Linked DNA regions of Cricetulus griseus: region 1 is linked to region 2. Evidence: chromatin contacts called from public Micro-C data. All regions are on one chromosome and are shown on one strand. Each heading gives the region's core, a stretch centred on a gene start, on an enhancer-like site or on the middle of the called end of the contact. The rest is flanking DNA. Distances are from core to core; before and after follow the strand shown. Region 1 overlaps Ift122 (intraflagellar transport protein 122 homolog). Region 2 holds the start of Plxnd1 (plexin-D1).

Region 1 (2,923 bases), core at 363-2,862, 92 kb after region 2:
ATCCCTAACACATACACCTGTGTGAACATACATGTGTACATGCGAGAGCAATGCTGAAGACAAGAGAAGCACCCGCACACACTTTGCCTGTGTCGGGAACTCTCATTAGTCTACAGCTCCAGTATCTGTAAACACTTGCCAGCACTCAGTCCCTCAGCCCCAGCAGTTGCCTTTTGCTTGTTTTCTATCAAGAGGATCACACTGGAGGAAGATGAGACACAGAATCAAACTCCTAGACAAGCTGGTGGAAGTCTCAGCAGCTGGAGACAACATGCCTCACTAGTGACAGAAATAATTTTTAAACCTTCACATAGTGCAGGCTAATCAACCAAATAAGCCAACATTTTTTCCGTTTTTTTTTTTTTGTTTTTTTTTTTTTTTCTCTCCCCCGAGACACGGTTTCTCTGTGTAGCTTTGTAGACCAGGCTGTCCTCATAAGTGGGACTGTCACCATGAGCAGATTATTCTGCCACCATGCTATCATGCCAGTTATTCAACAGGAACCCTCTGAGGCACACAGCTCCCTGGTTAATGCTGGCCACCTGGAAGCCAGAAGCCGAGGCCTCAGGACAGTCACAAGGGATTAGTTGAGCACACTCTGCTTTTCCCTGAGACGGTGCCATTAGCACAGTCCTCAGATCACTAGCAGGGGCAGACCTTTGGAACTGAGTAAGACATGACAAGGGATAAGATCAGAGCTCACAGAGGCCAGCTACTTTTGAGCAAAGAAAAGTGAGGTTCTGTGGCTTTGGATGAAGATTCCAAGGGCCCAGTTGGCAACACCAAGCACCCGCCCTGAGAGACAGCAGCCGGGGACAACGGCACCCAACCAGCCCTTGCCCACCTGTGTGGGAAGACACTGACAATAGATGACCTGCTGGACAAGGAGGTAGGGAGGGCTCACAAAGTAAAAGCGGCAGAGCTTAAGGAAAAGTGGGGACTAAGTCTGAGTTTCAACTGAGAATTTGAATATGGCCCTCGAGGATATGCCCCATCCTCTCCTAACTTTCCTTTCCTCACCCACAGAACAGGGTTGATCACAACAGCACCTGCCTCATCACACTATGGATCTTGTGCATTGTAGGTCATACTTCGGTTGCACACGAATAGACTGGATATTATAGCCTCCCCTTGTCTCAGCTCTATTTGCTGGTCCCCCCACACAAGGCTGGGTCCTGCACAAGGCTGGGTCCTGCACAAGGCTGGGTCCAACACAAAGCTGGTTCCTGCACAAGGCTGGGTCCTGCACAAGGCTGAGGCCCACGACAAGTGTTTACTCTGCTGAACTGAGTTAGAGGGGCAAGACATTTGCAATTTCCTTACTGCTTCCAACTGAGAGCTCAAATGTGTCTCACATTCCCTTAGCCTTACAATAAATCTGTTCAGGAGAAAAAAATATGTATGCCTTTTTACAGACAGTCAGACAGCACTGCGATACACAGAAATTAAAAATAGTGTCTTCCATCACCCATAATTGGTACAGTCAGAACCAAATTCTTTAGCCCATCACAGGCCTTCTGGGCAGGAGGATGGCTTGATAGGTCTCAGAGCAGCTTAGGAGCATTTAGGAAATGCTTCAACCGCTGGCAGATTACTTGAGTCCAGGAGAATGGGAACAGTCATCCCAGAGAAGGGTATCACATTCCAAGAGCCTGACTCTGCCTCAAACTCCTCCGGGGAAGGATAGATCTCATCTTGTTTTTTCAAGACAGGGTTTTTCTGTGTTATCCCTGGCTGTCCTGGAACTCACTCTGTAGATCAGGCTGGCCTCAAACTCACAGAGATCCACCTGCCTCTGCTTCCCGAGTGACGGGATTAAAGGTGAGCCCCACTATTGCTAGACCCCATTTTAGTAACAAGGAACCAAATACTAAAAGAGATCCAAGCCTTCTGCCTCTACCAAGTGACTAAGGGGCTGTTGTCTCTATGTGGCCACTCTATCTCCCACAACAGATTACAGGCCTGTGTCCCCATGTCGTTGGGACTACTGGCCACTGCATCCTGAGAAGGAAGAGGGTTCATCAGTTACCTCAATACTGCTGATCAGCTCTAGGTATCGAAGGTCCTGGACTCTGGTGAAAGCCTATGGAAAGGGAAAAGAATAGAGTCAGCTGCCTACTTGTTCTCCACAGGCTGGTGGGGTGGGGGCACATCAAGCTCTAGAAAGAGAGCCGGCAAGCAGGGAAGGGAAGTCTGATTCATCATTGTGTGCTTGGGAGGTGTGCCACCCAGCGAGGCGCAGGCTGTCTTCATTTCAAGGATTAGTCCTTACAAAGAACTGTAAAGAAAGTCCTGGGAGCATCAATCATTTTGGGATTAGGTAAAACAGAACTATGATCCTGTAGTCTGCAGTGAAAGCCCTTGCCAGACACTGCTCATAATGGAAAGGCAGGCTGGGCTGATTCCAGTCAATGGCATCTGCAGAGTAGGCAAGACACGGAGACAAGAGCCCGCACGCTTGTCCCTGTGTCTTGGATGGGAAGCAGAAGACAACTCTGCTAACCCAATGGTGCTTTGCATTTCGGGGCACACAGTTTGAAGGGAAGGAGAGGAGGAGGGAAAAGGTCAGGAAAGAAGAATGGTTCTGAAGGAGGACAGCAGGGAATAATCTCGCAGTCTCTAGAAAGCAAACTTGCGTGTTAACCCTGAACATGCATCGTCTGCTTAGACTCACGGTAGAGGTAGATTTCTAATGCATGGATTTCTGGAAGGTTGTGAGGCCAGGCAGACTGGTGCCAAGGAAGAGCCTTTGGCTGCTTTCAGGTACCACAAGGGGCTTAGGGGAACTGACCTTCACGTGCTCTGCTGGCAACATTTCTGCCCAGCTGTGCTTCCTGCATTGCCCATGTAAAATGGACTGACACATGCCCTGAGCAGCAGCTCCTGGGCCATTATGGTCTAGAATGCACAACAGCCGTTGGCC
Region 2 (2,700 bases), core at 34-2,533:
TGAGAACCTGTAGCTGAAGGACTGTGCCTTCAAACAATGGAACTGTGCCCCAACTTCCCCCTTAGCTGTGGATCTTGGGCTTCACTTCTGGGGCCTCAGTTTCCATGTATGTAAAATGGGTTGAGTATTTCTGAGGAGGTTGGCACTTGGCATGGTCCTATGTGGGCATCACCATGCTGTGGAGGGCATCACATGGGGCTGGATTAGGATACCACTACCTGCGTCTATCCCAGGGACTACCTATTCCTTTGTGGGTCAAAGGAGACCGGTGCCCAGTGCCAGGTCATATGTGGGACGACTTATGGTCTTCTCAGAACCCTGGACTAAGGGCAGGGGCCTGGGGGTCCACAGGGTCTGGCTCCACACAGAGACCAATGCCCTGTGGTGTGATGTCGTGCTCAGCCCAGCCTGCCCCATGGTATAGTAAGAGGGACATACTTCCTCTTGATGTATTTTCTACTTTTGCTGTGGATTCATTGCCAAGCTTGTTCTGCAGAGCCTGCTGCTTGCGAAGTCCCTTTACGGGACAGTTTGGGGGGACAGATCATGGGGTCTCGGGGCTTGATGTCCCTTAGTCCGGCTGGCTTTTAGAGTGAGGCTTGGGGAGCAGCATGTGAGGAGGGGCTGTAACCAGAAGCAGCAGGCGGTGGAGGAGAAATGGAGGGCTTCAGGGGACAAGGGAAGGAAGACAGTGGGGAGGGAGAGCTGCGGGAACAGAAAAAAACGCAGTTGAGGGAGAGGGAGTGACGCGGGAGAGGCACGGGGCGGAGTTGACAGGAGCGAAGTAGGGGAGTCGGAGAGACTGAAAGAGCGAAACTCCGCGCGGCGGTGGAAGACAAACCGGCGATCAGAAACAGAAGGAGAAAGGACCAGGAAGAGGAGAAAGACAGGAAAGATAACAAACAAATGTGAGCAAGACCTTCCAGGTGGCCAGGAACCAGGAAAGAGGCAGGCAACTTGCGACCGCTGGGAGAGAGCTTCGGCCGGCGGTCTGCGGCGACCCCAGACCGTGAGCCGGGGATGGGGCGGGGCCCAGGGGCGTGGCCCGGGGCGAAAGGGTGTGGGCCAAGCGGCTGGGGCGGGGAACTGGGCTGGGGGCGTGGTCTCGGCGGAGCCGCCCCCGGGCCGTGCGGCGCGCCAGAGTCGGGCCGGGGCGCCGGGGCCGGGGGCGGCAGGCGCGGGCAGGAAGCGCCTCGCGGCCCGGGCCCGCCCCCCGCCTCTCGCCGCCTCCGAGCTCCCGGCTCCCGGCCGCGCCGCGCCCCATGCACTCGCCGCGCCGCGCGCCCGCGCTCGCCTGGATGGCTCGTCGCGCCGCGGGCGGCGCACCCCCTAGCGCCCGGGCCGCTGCGGCCGTCCCCTTGCCTCCGCGCTCGCACTCGCGGGGCCCGGGTCTGCCGCCGCTGCCTCTGCTGCTGCTGCTCGGAGCGGCGCGGGCCGGCGCCCTGGAGATCCAGCGCCGCTTCCCTTCGCCCACGCCCACCAACAACTTCGCCCTGGACGGCGCGGCGGGCACCGTGTACCTGGCGGCGGTGAACCGCCTGTACCAGCTGTCGAGCGCCAACCTGAGCTTGGAGGCAGAGGCGACCGTGGGCCCCGTGCCGGACAGCCCGCTGTGTCACGCCCCGCAGCTCCCGCAGGCCTCATGCGAGCACCCGCGGCGTCTCACCGACAACTACAACAAAATCCTGCAGCTGGACCCGGGCCAGGGTCTGGTGGTCGCGTGCGGCTCCATCTACCAGGGTCTGTGCCAGCTGCGGCGCCGGGGCAACATCTCGGCCCTGGCTGTGCGCTTCCCGCCTGCCGCGCCGCCCGCCGAGCCGGTCGCCGTGTTCCCCAGTATGCTCAACGTGGCCGCCAACCACCCCAATGCATCCACCGTGGGGCTGGTGCTGCCGCCGGCCGCGGGCACGGGGGGCAGCCGTCTGCTTGTAGGCGCCACGTACACCGGCTACGGCAGCGTCTTCTTCCCGCGCAACCGTAGCCTGGAAGACCACCGCTTCGAGAACACGCCCGAGATCGCCATCCGCTCCCTGGACGCTCGTGGAAACTTGGCCAAGCTCTTCACCTTCGACCTCAACCCGTCCGACGACAACATCCTGAAGATCAAGCAGGGCGCCAAGGAACAGTACAAGCTGGGCTTCGTGAGCGCCTTCTTGCACCCGGCGGCGCCTCCGCGCCGCGCGCAGCCCTACGCGTACCTGGCGCTCAACAGCGAGGCGCGTGCGGGCGACAAGGACAGCCAGGCGCGCAGCCTGCTGGCGCGCATCTGCCTGCCCCGCGGCGCGGGCGGCGACGCCAAGAAGCTTACGGAGTCCTACATCCAGCTGGGCTTGCAGTGTGCGGGCAGCGCGGGCCGCGGCGACCTCTACAGCCGCCTCGTGTCTGTCTTCCCCGCGCGCGACCTGCTCTTCGCCGTCTTCGAGCGGCCCCAGGGCGCCCCAGGTGCCCGCAACGCCCCGGCCGCACTCTGCGTCTTCCGCTTCGCCGACGTGCAGACAGCCATCCGCGCGGCGCGCACCGCCTGCTTCGTGGAGCCGGCACCCGACGTGGTGGCCGTACTGGACAGTGTTGTGCAGGGCACCGGGCCGTCCTGTGAGAACAGACGTAACATACAGGTACGCCCGGGTCTGGGGAGCCTGTTTGGGGATCTGTTGTGCATGCAGGGATGTAGATGTCCCGGAGGATTGGTTGCTGGCAGGG

What was found. Hi-C and Micro-C count contacts between places; a contact is called where the count stands out from the background.
Region 1: a contact with region 2 is called in a Micro-C map of the CHO-K1 cell line, with 3 times the contacts expected there. The contact joins the enhancer-like site here to the promoter of Plxnd1 in region 2. A contact is called at or near these places in 5 of 8 Hi-C or Micro-C datasets (the CHK-Q cell line, the CHL-YN cell line, the CHO-K1 cell line and 1 more).

Annotation. Positions count from the first base shown.
Region 1 is chr8:28,961,884-28,964,806 of CriGri-PICRH-1.0, forward strand. Ift122 (intraflagellar transport protein 122 homolog) reads right to left here. Exons shown (of 30, transcript XM_027429183.2): 17 at 2,030-2,083. Among named protein-coding and RNA genes, the nearest start is that of Rho, 29 kb to the left of the region's middle. Within about 2 kb of position 1,613, at least 1 of the 6 cell types and tissues checked has open chromatin away from gene starts, as enhancers often do. A contact at or near this core is called in the CHO-K1 cell line, where this site is marked.
Region 2 is chr8:28,869,999-28,872,698 of CriGri-PICRH-1.0, forward strand. It overlaps Plxnd1 (plexin-D1), which reads left to right and starts at 1,284. Exons shown (of 36, transcript XM_027429191.2): 1 at 1,284-2,615. The coding sequence starts at 1,299.